4 separate regions of the Mus musculus genome follow, and regions 1, 2 and 4 are each linked to region 3. The links are chromatin contacts, called in public HiCAR-type and HiChIP or PLAC-seq maps. All regions are on one chromosome and are shown on one strand. The core of a region is the stretch at or near the end of the contact, and the rest is flanking DNA. Distances in the headings are between cores, read along the strand shown. Region 1 holds the start of Igf2bp1 (insulin-like growth factor 2 mRNA binding protein 1). Region 2 overlaps Fam117a (family with sequence similarity 117, member A). Region 3 holds the start of Phb (prohibitin). Region 4 overlaps Snf8 (SNF8, ESCRT-II complex subunit, homolog (S. cerevisiae)).

The links. HiCAR-type assays count read pairs that join an accessible place to other places. HiChIP or PLAC-seq counts read pairs in DNA pulled down with a chosen protein or histone mark.
Region 1: a contact with region 3 is called in an H3K4me3 HiChIP or PLAC-seq map of bone marrow-derived macrophages, with 4 times the contacts expected there. The contact joins the promoter of Igf2bp1 here to the promoter of Phb in region 3. A contact is called at or near these places in 1 of 39 promoter capture datasets (HPC-7-derived erythroid cells), 1 of 484 Hi-C or Micro-C datasets (peritoneal macrophages) and 6 of 115 datasets of contacts at active chromatin or transcription factors (bone marrow-derived macrophages, cardiomyocytes, embryonic limb bud and 3 more).
Region 2: a contact with region 3 is called in a HiCAR-type map of astrocytes, with 2.2 times the contacts expected there. The contact joins the enhancer-like site here to the promoter of Phb in region 3. A contact is called at or near these places in 1 of 39 promoter capture datasets (the 3T3-L1 cell line), 6 of 484 Hi-C or Micro-C datasets (the AML12 cell line, cardiomyocytes, extraembryonic endoderm stem cells and 3 more), 4 of 115 datasets of contacts at active chromatin or transcription factors (astrocytes, bone marrow-derived macrophages and memory CD8 T cells) and 2 of 9 other capture datasets (adipose tissue and embryonic stem cells).
Region 4: an H3K4me3 HiChIP or PLAC-seq map of bone marrow-derived macrophages shows a contact between it and region 3, with 6 times the contacts expected there. The contact joins the enhancer-like site here to the promoter of Phb in region 3. A contact is called at or near these places in 1 of 39 promoter capture datasets (neural stem cells), 5 of 484 Hi-C or Micro-C datasets (B cells, embryonic stem cells and stem cell-derived neural stem cells), 4 of 115 datasets of contacts at active chromatin or transcription factors (the SCID.adh cell line, astrocytes, bone marrow-derived macrophages and 1 more) and 1 of 9 other capture datasets (liver).

What each region holds. Positions count from the first base shown.
Region 1 is chr11:96,004,545-96,007,725 of GRCm38.p6, forward strand. It overlaps Igf2bp1 (insulin-like growth factor 2 mRNA binding protein 1), which reads right to left and starts at 1,400. Exons shown (of 15, transcript NM_009951.4): 1 at 915-1,400. The coding sequence starts at 1,089.
Region 2 is chr11:95,364,862-95,368,384 of GRCm38.p6, forward strand. The region is part of intron 2 of Fam117a (family with sequence similarity 117, member A); the gene reads left to right. Among named protein-coding and RNA genes, the nearest start is that of Slc35b1, 18 kb to the right of the region's middle. Within about 2 kb of position 1,585, at least 136 of the 459 cell types and tissues checked have an H3K27ac peak or open chromatin away from gene starts, as enhancers often do. A contact at or near this core is called in adipose tissue, astrocytes, forebrain and 1 more, where this site is marked.
Region 3 is chr11:95,665,672-95,669,107 of GRCm38.p6, forward strand. Phb (prohibitin) reads left to right here and starts at 1,286. Exons shown (of 7, transcript NM_008831.4): 1 at 1,286-1,371; 2 at 2,366-2,480. The coding sequence starts at 2,393.
Region 4 is chr11:96,045,695-96,048,922 of GRCm38.p6, forward strand. Snf8 (SNF8, ESCRT-II complex subunit, homolog (S. cerevisiae)) reads left to right here. Exons shown (of 8, transcript NM_033568.3): 7 at 586-660; 8 at 1,501-1,736. The coding sequence ends at 1,638. Ube2z (ubiquitin-conjugating enzyme E2Z) reads right to left here. Exons shown (of 7, transcript NM_172300.3): 7 at 1,737-3,228. Among named protein-coding and RNA genes, the nearest start is that of Snf8, 12 kb to the left of the region's middle. Within about 2 kb of position 1,932, at least 20 of the 459 cell types and tissues checked have an H3K27ac peak or open chromatin away from gene starts, as enhancers often do. A contact at or near this core is called in B cells and bone marrow-derived macrophages, where this site is marked.

The DNA.
Region 1 (3,181 bases), core at 150-2,649, 340 kb after region 3:
CTGCTCAGATTTGGGAAAGGTGTGAGCGTTTGTGTGAGCGCGCTTGCTTCGGCGGCTCCAGAAGTAGAAGGAAGGAGACAGGCGAAAGCAGGATCGTTTCGCGAAGTGGGGCGGGAGTAGAGAATTAAAACTTTATTTTCCAGCAGAGCCACGGTGAAGGGCTTAGGCGACCAGGCCGGGTCGGGGCCACAGGGCTAGCGGAGGGCCCCCGGGGCGGCGCGGCCCGGGGCGGAGGGTCCCTCGCGGTAGCCGCGCGCCTCTCGGCCCAGCCTCGGCGTCTCGGGAAGCAGCATGGCGACCCGCCGCCGCCACCGCCACCGCCGCCGCGCCACCCGGCTCACGCCCCACTTTCAAATCAAAATGGCTCAAGCCCCAGGCCTTGGGCGGGAGGCGGGAGCCCCTTCCTCCCACGTCCTGCCTCAGGGCTTAGTCCCTAGTTAAAGCGGGAAGAGCTGAGGTGCGCGAACCCCCATCCTGGAAAGGCCCGGGACGGAGGGCAGGGGCTTTGGGGGTGCTCTAGCGCATGGGGGGCTGACTAGGGGCGGGGGGGAATCGGGGAAACCACGCCTATACCCGAACCCCAGTGTTCGTGAGACACCCCCACCCCCACCCCCACCAGTTGCCAACCGGGGCTCCCGCCCCGTCGGTGGGGAGGGGTGTAGGGAGCCGCCACGAGCGCCTCGGGCTGGGGGAAGGGGTGAGGAAATCCCGAATATCTCCGCGCCGGGAGAAGGCGTCGAGGGAGGCCGGGCGAGGCTGGGGACCGAAGACGGAGGCCGAGCCCTCCCGGACCCGGGAAGAGTTGGCCGGCAAGGAAAAGAGGAGCTGCAGGTCCCCGTTGTTCCGGGATTTCGTGTGTGTGTGTGTGTGTGTGTGTGTGTGTGTGTTTTCCGGGGAGGTGGCCGCGCTCTTACCCGAGAAAGTTTCGATGGCCTTCATCGCCCAGTGCTCGTCGGGGCAATCCACGAAGGCGTAGCCGGATTTGACCAAGAACTGGCCGCTGTAGGAGATCTTGTGCTCCGCGAATACTTTCTCCAAGTCTGCGGGGGTCACACTCTCGTTGAGGTTGCCGATGTAAAGCTTGTTCATGGTGGCGGTGGCGGGGCAAGGACACGGTTCCAGGCAAGGCCGAGCCGGGCGGGCGCGGGCGGAGAGCCTCCTAGGCCGAGAGGCGTGGAGACGGGCGGCGGGAGCCGCAAACTTTCTACGCACCCCACCCCTGAAGTTGTCCGGAGCTCCGGGCGGGTGGGCGGCCTGAGGGCACGCGGGGGTCACGGGAGAGTTTGGGTGAGCCCGGGAGAAGTGCCCGCCGAGTGCAGGGGAGGCTGACGACGACGCGGCGCGGCTCCTTCCCTTCGGTCCGAAACCCCTGCGAGCGGGCTGGTGTGTCACGTTTCTCCGCGGCCGCCCTGGCGCCGCCTCTAAATAAAATCGACTTGAAAAAAAAAAAAAAATGGAGCAGGAAAAAAAAAAAAGGCGAAGCCACGTGGTGACAGCCCCCACCCACCCTGCAGGGAAAGACCCCCGACGCCACCGGGCCCCTTGGCCCTCCAACCCGGACCAACCCAACAGTCTCCAATCTTGGGGGCGGCACTCAGCGCACCCCACGGGTAAACCAGGAAAGTGGAAGCAGAGTTCCCCCCCCAGCTCTCCTATCCCCCTCCCCCTTTGCAAGAACCTGGCCCCTAAAGCGGCGCCCCGCCCCCACAGCGACCTGCACGGGGGGGGGGGGTGGCGGGGGGAGGGCGGTGGCGACCCAAATCCCCCCAGTTCTTAGGAATAAAATGTACGGTAATTTTTTTATTCGTTTTGTGGAGACTGGGCTGCCCACCCCACCCCGGCAAACTGCTAGCGACTGACAGGCGGGGGACTGCCGAGACAGACAAAGAGAAGCTGAGGACTCTGGGGTCTTCAGGAGGGGGTCGCAGGAACCGGTTATTTAAAAGGAAAGACGCCTTTCCTCTACGTTTCTAAGTAGGGGGTCACTGTCTTTCCCGCTACACCGCTAGACTTCGCTGGCCTCCCGGGTCCTGATTCAGGGGACCCTGAGAGCGCGGGATCGGGAAGCTGCGGACACGGGACACGAGAGACAGCGCCTGAAAACGAGGGACCCGCAGGAAATCATGTTTCGGGATCCCCACTGGAGAAAAGCTGGCTTGCACCCAGTCCAGCTGCTGGATGACAACACTCCAGCATCCTTGGGGGAAAGCCTGCACGACCCGGCTCGAGAGCATCCTCGAAGATCAACTGGGTGGGGGAAAAACGACGAGGGGTGGTCGCACCACCGATCGACCCCGAACCGGAGGGGTTGGCTTCAGAAGGGAGGGACCGGGTTGAGCTCCGAGGTCCCCCTCGCCCTCCCCACGCAAGGAGCGGACAGGTGGCGTCGCCCGCCTGCGTCCGCTCTACCCGCGATGCACTGAGCGATGGTCCATGCGCAGGCTGTGGGTCTCAGAACTTAGTTTTGGGGTGCTGGATTTTGGAAGGCCGCCGGGGGAGGGGGTGCAGAGGCCCCGCCCACGTCCCCAGGTCAGCCCGGGGCGGGGAGGGGGTAATTTCCGCTCCGCGCTTGAGGAAGCGAGCAGCGGGGGAGGGGGCTGCGGCCCTCCCCCCTCCCCGTGGGGAGGGGGAAGTGGATCCGCCCAGGTCCCTTCCCTCCGCTAGGACCGACGCGTTCCGGATCCTCAGGCTCCGGGAGCCCGAGGGAAAGACCGGACTGGGCGAGGGGCGACACGTGGGCGGTCGCACCCCGTCTGTGAGGTGGGGGAGGGGGCCGCGCGCTGGGAGTCCCGGACGCGCAGCGGAGCGCGGGACGCGTTGCACACTCAGTACCGGGATCCCCGGCTCTACGCGGGGGACACCCGAGGTTCCAGCGGCTGAGGCTGGATCGACGCCAGAGGGAGGTGGAGAGCGAGGCACGGAGACCCTGGAGAAGCCCCCTGCCTGGCCACCGCGGAGAAGGGGCCGGCGACAACACCCCTAGAAAAAGGGATGGTCCTTGAGCCGCTCGAGTCTGCAAGTGGGAGGAGGGTTGTCGGGGCACGCGTTTGAGAGGGCAGGTGAGGAAGGGGGTCACTCTCCCCTTCCCCCGTCCCGATCCCATTGTCTCAGTCGCCTGCGGCCCGGGCCGCCTCCGTAACACGTGTTGACTGCACCGATATAAATGGCTTGGATTTTTTTA
Region 2 (3,523 bases), core at 335-2,834, 300 kb before region 3:
GCAGCTTAAGCTGAGTCCTCTTCAACTTGCAGGGAAGAACACCTAGCTTGGCCCAGCCCTTCATTCTGGGTAACAGGACAAGAAGGGGTGAGGCAGCTCTTCCTTTGCTGTGTAGAGTGTATCCAGTCTGCCCCCATCCATGTTGCATGACAGCCGGGTCGTATGGACCCCCATGCTCCATGCAGCTCGCTCTGCCTCCTCAGCTCATCCCACCAGCTCCTTTCTTTTTATGAGATCCACTTTCAAATGTGTCTAATGAACATTTGAACACCCTCTCCTTTCCAATGGTTACAAGATTTGGTTTCTTTGAGCCTGGTTTCCAGTTGCCTGAAGGCCCGAGAACAGACAACCAAGGGATGTCATGGGGCTGATGTCTGGCAAAGTCTAGAGGAGCAAGAGTCTTCCAGAAATGCCCCTTGTTGTATCAAAAAGAATTGAAACAAGGTTAAAGCAGTAAGGTGATATCAATGGCCAGTCCTCTGTAGAAGTGCAGGAAGGAGGTGAAGGGGAGCAGGCGCTCTCCGGGAGCCTGCACTGGTCTCCCTTTATCCTTAGATAAGGAGACAGGGGCATGCTTCATCCCTCGTGAGCCTGGCAGTACACACTCCTTTCTCTATGGCTCAGGCCAGATAATGTAGTAAATCACGGAGGGCTTCCTGCAGGGGTGGACCTTGATGTTGCTTCAAGTAGGTGGATGCATGAGCATCTTGCTTTGCTAGACATCAGGCAGCGTATCCCTACCTCGGTCATTTCCTGTTTGCCAGCCTCTGTCCAGTGGCTGTCCTATTTCTCATGGAGCTTTCTCTCTGTCACCCCAGGCAGGGCTGGCCTCAGACATTCTCTGGCCAAGTTGGAGTGGCCTGGGTTCTGAGCTGCGTGTTTTTGCTTCGGCTTCCAGCTGCAGGCCAGATCTTTTATATAACAAGTCTGGGCTCCTTGCCACAGCGAGACAGAGGTCAGCGATGTGCCTCCATGGGTCTGGCAAGGCCCAGCCCTCGAGCTTTCCTCTTTCCCGGGATGGGCTCCAGCCCTCGCTCGAGGAACTCTTAGCAACCTGTCAATATTGTGGCTGCAGGCAAGAGGTGGGAGGATTCTGATCGGTGTAAGCATCCAACCCCAAGTATGTGCTCTGCCCATCTCCCAGGCCTGCTCTTCAGGGAAGTTTCTGCTCCTAGGCTTGGGTTCCACTCAAATTACTGCTTGAGGCTCCTGTGCCTGGTACAAGCTGCCACATTTAGCACTGGCATTACACTGTGAAAGCTTTAGGCTCAACTGCCATCTCCCCAGAAGGCCTTGTGCATCCCTTCTGAACAGCGAGAGATCACCCAGGAGGATGGATGAAATTTTCAGGAAATGTGGAGAAGGGAAAGGGGAGTGGGGAATCTAGATCTATTAAGGTCTTTGAAAGCATGCCTCTGTGTGTGTGTGTATGTGTGTGTGTGTGTCCGTCCGTCTGTCTGTCTGTCTGTCTGGTTGGTTTGCTTGTTGGGTTGTAATGCTGGAGATAGATAGAGCTTAGGGCTTCAGGCAGGCAAGGCAAGTGCTTGTGCTCTGCCACTGAGCTACATCCTGAGTTCATTAAAAGCCTTTCAGCTGTTAGGAGTGGATGGATGCCAGACCTTTCCCAGTCGCTTTGAGCAAGCCAGCTATTCCTACCCTGCCCCTCACTCGCACCCTTTCTCTCTAGCCATAGCAGTGAAACATTCCGTGGTCTGCTTCATCCAGCCTAATGGCAGGTACTTGTTACTGTTCTCCTGGGTGCCTAACCTCCCTGTGTTAGAGGCTATGCCATTGCTGACACTCCCAGGAATGTGCTTTTCAGTTACAGCTGAGGCTAAGCAGCTCTTTCCCAGAACCTCCCCTAGAGGGCTTTGCTCCTTCCAAGCCAGTGTCAGAGCTAGGCCTCAGACCCAGAGCACCTGCCTTTAGAGAGCTGGGCGTGCTGTGTGCTCCAGGCCTGTTAGTGCATAGGGCAGAAGAGATTGAAGAGTGCTCAGCACTTGGGTCTATGGCAATGCTATGATCCCAGGATCCCCTTCCTGGCCATGTTCCATGTTTTCAGTCAAGTACAAGTCAATGTTCAGACAACCGTAGACTGAGTAGGAGCAAGGCTCCTCACATATGAGGGAAGAGGAACAAAAACAGCTATTCTGGAAAGGAGGAAGGGGTGTAACCGGGACACCTGGGGAGGGGCCACGGCTTCGATGCTTGTATCTTTTTCAATGTTGGGGATGGAACCCAGGGCCTGCACATGCTAGCCAGATGCTGTACTTCTGAGCTAGACTTCCAGCTGGCTTGCTTTGAGCCAAGAGGGCCAATGTGAAAGGTGTGAACAGGTGTTTCCAGCAGTGGCTTCCTGAGACAGGGCCAGCGAGAGCTAGGGAGTCACTCCCCCCAGCACCACTTCCTGTGGCATCTCCATCTTCTGCAGGAAGTCCTGTGTCTGAGAGAAGTTTTTCAGAATTGTCTCAGTTTATTTGAGTGTGTTTTCTCTTCTGTGGCCCACCCTTCCTCCAGGCCATCTGGGAACCCAGAGCTGGCCACCAAGTGCTTTAAGTTGGCCTCTCCTAGTGGCTGTGCCCTGGCCAGGGCTCGTGATGGCAGCACATGCCAGTGGCTGTGGTTACCTCTATCCCTTCTTACTGGGCAAAGTATATGAGCCTTGTACTCTTCTGGAGGGAGGAAGTGGGCTTCCCACAGCCGGGATGACTGTTTGAGCAAAGTTCCCCAGCTGGTGGCATCCTTCCCACAGAAGGGACCTCGGGTACCTCCCCTGCCTGGCTCCACTCACACTCGCTTCTTTCCATCCCCATTTCTGCTTAATTGTGGGGAAACCTCTGTGATCCCCACTCCTGCTCCCATTTACCTCTGACTTTTCTTTAGTCTTAAGTTCTTACCAGACGTCATCAGGGAGCATCCCAAAGGCCGGAGGCTGAGCAGCCTCCTGGCTGGAGAGGACTTCCTTTCTGTCTTTCCTGCATCAGGGGCAGGGGTCCTGCCTTTCCCTGAGCTGCTGCCTCAGTGTTCCCTGATGGCACATGACCCAGTGTGACCGTCACAGACCTTTAAAAAATTGTTTTGTTTTTTGTTTGTTTTTGTTTTTGTGGGCATAAGGGCTTGGGCACAGAGCCTGTTTTCCAAACTAGTGTCCAAGACCAGTGGGTCAGTGCATGGTTTGACAATACAACAAATACTTAAATGTGGCCATGATGGAAAATCTGAGGGTTATCCAGTCACTGCTAAGGTAGAAATGGCAGCTTTGGCCACCTGCAGCCATAGTTCTGGTGCTGGCCAGTGGTGCTGGCCTCCGAGCCTTTTTGTTTGGTCAAAGTCCTAATGGACTGGCTTCCTTCTGAACTGAGCTCAGCACCTGCCCTCTGACATATATATATATATATATATATATATATATATATATATATCCCCAGTCAGGTCCTGGGCTGCTCTTTACTTCTGACAGGTACAGTGTGGGTATGTTCCCAGGCCCCAGCCCGGCTCTGCGCATGGAGCATGCCCAGGAGCC
Region 3 (3,436 bases), core at 36-2,535:
CGTTCGTTCGTTTTCTTTCTTCCTTTCTTTTAAATGTATATCTGGCTTCTTATATTTTAATAAGAAATAAATACCGATTGCAAATTTAAAATTGCATTTTATCTTTTAAATAAAAGTTAAGCTAAGAATAAGGAGCAGGTCTTTCTTAGAAGTCCAATGCACTATCCATTGCGCCACAGTGCCAGGGGTTTTCATGTTCTTTACAGATATTCTCAGGAGAGTTTGTATTTCGGGAGCAACAAGCCCAAAAAAATAAACTACTTCATTTTAGATTTGTGTCATGGAGAGGAATGCTATAAAAGTCACTATTTGCTTAATTGGCAAAATTGGAATGCAGACATGGATAATATTTACTTAAGTAAAAGGATAGTAGCCGGGCGTGGTGGCGGACGCTTTAATCCCAGCACTTGGGAGCCAGAGGCAGGCGGATTTCTGAATTCGAGGCCAGCCTGGTCTATAGAGTGAGTTCCAGGACAGCTAGGGCTACACAGAGAAACCCTGTCTCGAAAACAAACAAACAAACAAAAACAAAAAACAAAACAAAACAAAAAGTAAGAGGATAGATATCCTTGATCTTAGAGAATAGTAGGAGAAAGAGAAAAGTGGAGGGAGGCGAGGAGATGGAACAAAAACAACAACAAATACGCAAATTGTTGACAACAGGTGAACTTGAGAAGCCATACACATGATCTCCGTCCCTTTTTTGCAATTCCTCGAATATAACTTGGAAAAAAAGATGCCCAGAGATTTAGACCCTAAATCAAGAGCCTTTACTGAAGTATTGCAAGACCTGAATGACCGACTCCCTTCCTCTTCTTTCTAAGCCGTTTTTAAGGTTATGGAGTGGCTTGGAAGATCAACATCTTACGTCCCTGAGGGCTGTCCTTAACTTCCCTAGCAGTCTCTCAGTGCATGAATTATTTTACCTCACCTTTATCCAAAATGCCCACCCATTCCTTCACCACCTTGTGATTTCCTCTACCAAGTGGAAGCCCAACTCCTTTCCGATCCAGTCTGCTTCCGGCTTCTGGAACCACCTCCTTGAGGAATAGGCACGTGCATATATTACCAAGGAACTACAACTCCCGAAAGGCTTTGCGGCAACATCCCATCCGTTCTCACCAGTCAGAAACGGGTTTCCTGAAAGAGCCCGTTGCTGCATGATCTTTTGGGAGTTGTAGTTGACCTCATTAAAGCCACAGAGCCCGCGGAAGACTGCAAAACACGTTTCCCAGAATGCACGTCGCTCGGCTTCACCAATTGAAGGGTCGGATCTTGAAGAGGCGGGGGTCGGGGGGGGGGGAGGAGCTGCCTGGCGCACGCGCAGTATCCGGAGCTGGGGAATTCATGTGGAGGTCAGAGTGAAAGCAGGTAAGCGTGGTAGGAGCGGTAGAGGCCTCTGGTCCTATGTCCCTGTAGCCTGCCTCTGCTTTCCTATGTACAATGAGGGCATGGGATGCATGTGTGGGTACGCCTAGTGGAGAAGGGGGAAATCTCGGTCCAGAAGGAGTTAGGAATGTGCAAGGGGAGGGGACAGGATGAGGAAAAATCCAGAAGCTGGTGGAGTAAAAAGAGCTGGATGTCAGAGACAGAGGATAAATGTGCATGGAGAAATCCCGATACACAAGCAGTTGAAGTCTGAGAAAGGGGAGGGCGAGTTTGAGGATTGTACCAAGGGTGACGCAGGGGCGGGACATTAAAAAGTTCAAGGCTAACTGGTTTCTAGTTTGTCAGCTACGTGCCCCCACCCGTCCCGCCGCAGCCCCACCTCCAGTCCTTCACCGCTCTGCCTCGCTGCACCCCTGCCAGCCCCTGCTTTCCTATTAACTGGTATGGGGAGGAGTTCTACAATGTCTTCTAGAATTCGGTCTTCTCATTCTAACCCTGGTTCTACTACTTAAGAGTATAACCTCTCTATGCACTTCAGCAGTCATAACCTTCATAAAGTAACTGAAGGTTAAACAAGGCTGTCGGAGACCGTGTAACTTAAATGTTAACAGAAATTGCCCTTTTTGTTGTTGGCTTCAGCCGTGTAGCACCGGTCTCGCTTGTGGCCTATTGGTCTAGGAAAAGGGAGTGTGGTTTTTCTGTGTACTAAGTTCCTCGTGGGTACAAAGCACCGTTCCTACGCTGAGCCAAGTGTCGCAGACTCTTTCTCTGAATGGTTGTAAAGAAACACGTCCACAAACGCAGACATGATCTACAGTTTGCAAGGTGGTCAGTGTTATGGGGCGTTCAGTGAGTGAGTTTGGGCCCACAGGTGTAGACATATGAAAATGTATGTTGAGACATGAACTCTGTGCCTCAGAGCGGGCTTTCTCTGAGAATCTGGTGTCAAAGTGTTTTATGTTTACCCCGTGTTTAGGTGTGAGTGGAAGCAACAGAAGGAGTCATGGCTGCCAAAGTGTTTGAGTCCATTGGAAAGTTCGGCCTGGCGTTGGCAGTTGCAGGAGGCGTGGTGAACTCTGCTTTGTATAATGGTGAGGCGCGGAAGAGCTTTCTGCATAGTTTCTGTTGATCTGCATAGCCCATGTGTCATTCCTTTTAAAAAAAAAAAAAGATTTATTTATTTTATTTATATGAGTACACTGTCGCTGTCTTCAGACCCACCAGCAGAGGGCATTGAATCCCATTACAGATGGTTGTGAGCCACCATGTGGTTGCTGGGAATTGAAATCAGGACCTCTGGAAGAGCAGTCAGTGCTCTTAACCGCTTTGCCATCTCTACAGCCCATTTGACATTCCTGATGCTAGCTGCTGTCTGAAGGTGTGTGAGGTTAAGGGGGACTCACCTGCTACCCCACATACTGGTTGTGAGTCATCAGAGGCCTATGATCACTTAGGCAGGGGTTCTCAGCCTTCTGATGCTTGGAACATTTAGTAGTTTCTCACTATTGTGGTGATACACCTCCACCACCATACAGTTCTTTTCCTTGCTGATTTATAACTGTGATTTGCTACTTTTATGAATCGTAAATTTTGTTTTCCGATGGTCATAGGCAGCCCCTGTAATAGGGTCTTTTAACATCCCCCCTCATAGGGTTCTGACCCACAGGTTGAAAGCCACTAACTTAGAGGCTTTGTTCAAGGGGAGCCCTCCTGTCCAATGTTTAGCACTTTAGCCACTTTGAAATGATGAGGTATTACCCAGATGACAGGAGGTGACAGGAGCCCATTGGTTCTCTTCCTTATTTGCATGAAGTATCTTGGCAACATCTCTAGACCAGTTTGAGAGACTGTGTCCTGAGAAAAGTTTTGCTCAGCTGGTTGCAGAGAGAATAGGTTTTTGTTTTTAAATTTTTTTTTAAGGATTTATTTATTTCTTCTATGTATGAGTATACTATTGCTCTCTTCAGACACACCAGAAGAGGGCATCAGATCCCATTACAGATGGTTGTGAGCCACCATGTGGTTGCTGGGAGTTGAACTCAGAACC
Region 4 (3,228 bases), core at 682-3,181, 380 kb after region 3:
GGATCAAAATTAGATAAGCAAGGGGCTTTCTGTGCTGGAAGATGGGTAGGGTGAGGTGGTACAGCAGCTTCGTATTTAAATATTTAGATGAAATTTATGATTATCCCCATTCCTTCCTGGCTCATCATTCTGAGTCTCTTGGTGTGCTCTGGAGTTCTCTATGGAGGTGTTATTTGGTATCTTAGTGCTTTGGACCCAGTTTTTTTTTTTTTTAAAGATTTATTTATTATATGTAAGTACAGTCTAGCTGTCTTCAGACACACCAGAAGAGGGCATCAGATTTCGTTACAGATGGTTGTGAGCCACCATGTGGTTGCTGGGATTTGAACTTGGGACCTTCGGAAGAGCAGTCGGCGCTCTTAACCACTGAGCCATCTCCCCAAGCCCCTGGACCCAGTTTTTGAGGATGAACTCGACAGTCTCTCCATTCTGAAAGTCACCTGTTAGGAACTTTCACATTCTTTTCCTGCATGCTCAGGCTTGTTTAAGGGCAGCCTGTCCAGATATATGTCCTACTTCTAGGCATGTGCTGGGCTCCAGGCAGCACTCTTAACTGATTTAGTTCCTCTTTATTCCTTCCTCCAGAAAAACGGGTATGTGACTGTCAGTGAAATCAAAACCAGTCTTAAATGGGAGACGGAGCGAGCACGGCAAGTGCTGGTATGTGACAGATGGTCCTGGGGTTTAGAGACAGACTTACTTTATTCCCTCTTAACTTTGTATCAAGAAGCCCAGCATCTGTCAGTAACACTGAGAAGGCAGAACTTCCCTAAAGCTGGCCTCTTCCTTGATAATGCACACTTGCTACTGAGGGACCAGTGGTACCCACCAACTTTCCTAAAGACATAGAACCTGGAGCTCTTGATCAGGGGCATGACAAATATAGTTTGCACTGAAAATAGTACAGAGCAAAGGGAATTGGTAACCACGAGATAATTATCTGTAATTACAAACTACATATTAAATTATATGGTGGATAATTTTGCATATAAAGGCTTGCACTAGTGAAACACTTAGGTTCAGAAGAGAGAGCAGAATGAACAGTGTTTCAGTACCTTTTCCTTATCTCAGCATGTCTTTGCACTTCTGTGAAATGAGAGAAAATATGTGCCTAAAATGTGTTGGACAGTCAACAGCTTATCTTAGGAACTGAGTCAGTTGTAGTTTTAGTGCTTCCTATTTGCTCCCTGCAAAGTATCTGAAAGCCATCCAGAACACTGATCTCCACTTGCTCTGGGGAGTGAGACAGAGGCAGGGACTTCGACCCTGTGTCAGCATACACTGTTGGAGCATTGCATTCTTTCACTAACTTCAACTGTACTGCAGCTGAACATTCAGGCCTTGGCCAAAGCCAAACATAATTCCTTCTGGGTGTGTGAACGAATGAAGGCACATGTAAGTTGTCTGAAAACTTCCCAAAAGTTAAAGTATGGGGGCTGCTTAGCTCCCCAAATATAACTACTCTCCCTTTTCTCATATCAGTCCTGTTTCTTCCAACAGGAACACCTGCTGAAGGAAGGACTGGCCTGGCTGGATCTGCAGGCTCCAGGGGAGGCCCACTACTGGCTGCCAGCTCTTTTCACAGATCTCTACTCCCAGGAGATATCAGCTGAGGAGGCCAAAGAAGCCTTCCCTTGACTGAGTGTGGAGGGGTAGACAGCAGCAGGCCAGAAGATGCCCTGTCTGTGAATAAACCTGGACAACTTTGTTTATAAAAAAAAGTTCATTCCAAGTTATTTTTTTGTTCCCCCAGTATTTATTTTTAGAAGTGCCTTCACATTTCATCTGTTTTGGAGGAAGCCTCTTTTATCCAGTGAGGATAACCTGAGCAACATGTAAAATGACTTGTGTAAAACATCTAGACTCAGGGCTGGGCCAAGATGTAGCTTCTTGTGGCTAGCCTTATTATAGCTGTGAAACAAGTCACCACTTCACCAATTCAAGCTCTTCCTCATTTCCTTTCCACCCTAGCAGACTTTGCTCTGTGACTTGTCTTGCAGTCTTCTATGTGAAGGAAACTGAAGTCTGGTGTTAGGTAGAGGAAAGCAAGCGGTGCACTTAACTGGAACAGTTCCACTGCAGTTCAGTAATTTGTCCAAATTCCTTACTGTTTCCTGACCAGGTCAAGGTGGGGAATTGCTGAGTACCTACCCTGTTCTTTTATATACACTGTCCATTTGTCCTTACAGCAACCGTCTTAAGCAGTTATCTGGCTCAAAGGGGAGTGAATGCCAGAGGCAGTGCCAAAGCTAGAGCCAGGCTCTACTAGCCCACGTTACCCTATCATTGCACTCACAGTACAGGCTGGCAGGACAGAACATGCACTGGTTATTTCTTTCTGCACTCATGATCAATCAAGAGGAAACACCTTCTGTTAGAAAGCAAAATTCTCTCACAGCATTTGAATGAGATGGTAATGGAAACAAGGCTTTTTAGAGTTTATAACCCAGTCTTACAAGCTTGTCAGATCTGTGCTGGGTCAATATCTGGACACAAATACAGTGGCTTTTCCACACTGACATCCTGTAGCCTGGGCCCATCTTGACTCCCATCTGCCCTCACAGGACATGCTCACGCCCAATCTTGAAAGCTACTTTTGGTATCCACTCAGGGTTAGTTGTTCTGTCATTGACTGCTGAGAGTATAGCCCTGCACTTCCAAATGATAGGGAACCCACCACAAGTAGTTCTTTCCACAGATGCATCTACTCAGCTGCCAAAAAACTCCTTCCTGACAGGTTGGCCCAGGTGACTCCGTTTCTTTACACAAACCCTCCCACACCCACAGGCGCTTCCTCCTTCTGCCAAAACAAACTTTATTGCACCAAAAAGGAAAAAAAGAAAACTTCATTTATGTACAGTCAGATATAAAGACATCTCTTTGACTCCTGTGCATATATTTCCTCAACTTAAAACCAGGGCATAAAAGTCAGGCTGCTATGCCGGACATGCTCTGCCCCATGGCAGGGCCAAGGAGAAGATTGTCACTTGAAAGTGGGAACACTTAATGGATGACAGACAACACTGGACCCACAGACCAAAGGCATCCTCAGCCCTGGACTAGCTCTGGGAATGGAAGAGGGAAATTGGAAGCAGAGTCCCCTTTCAAACCTCCACATGACCCAGCCACCATGTAGCCAAAACAAAACTGCTCCCCAAGTGACCTGTCCCTGTCCAGTTCTCTGCTTTCTGCCCTCCCAAGAGGTCCCTCTTTGTGCCCTATCTTCTC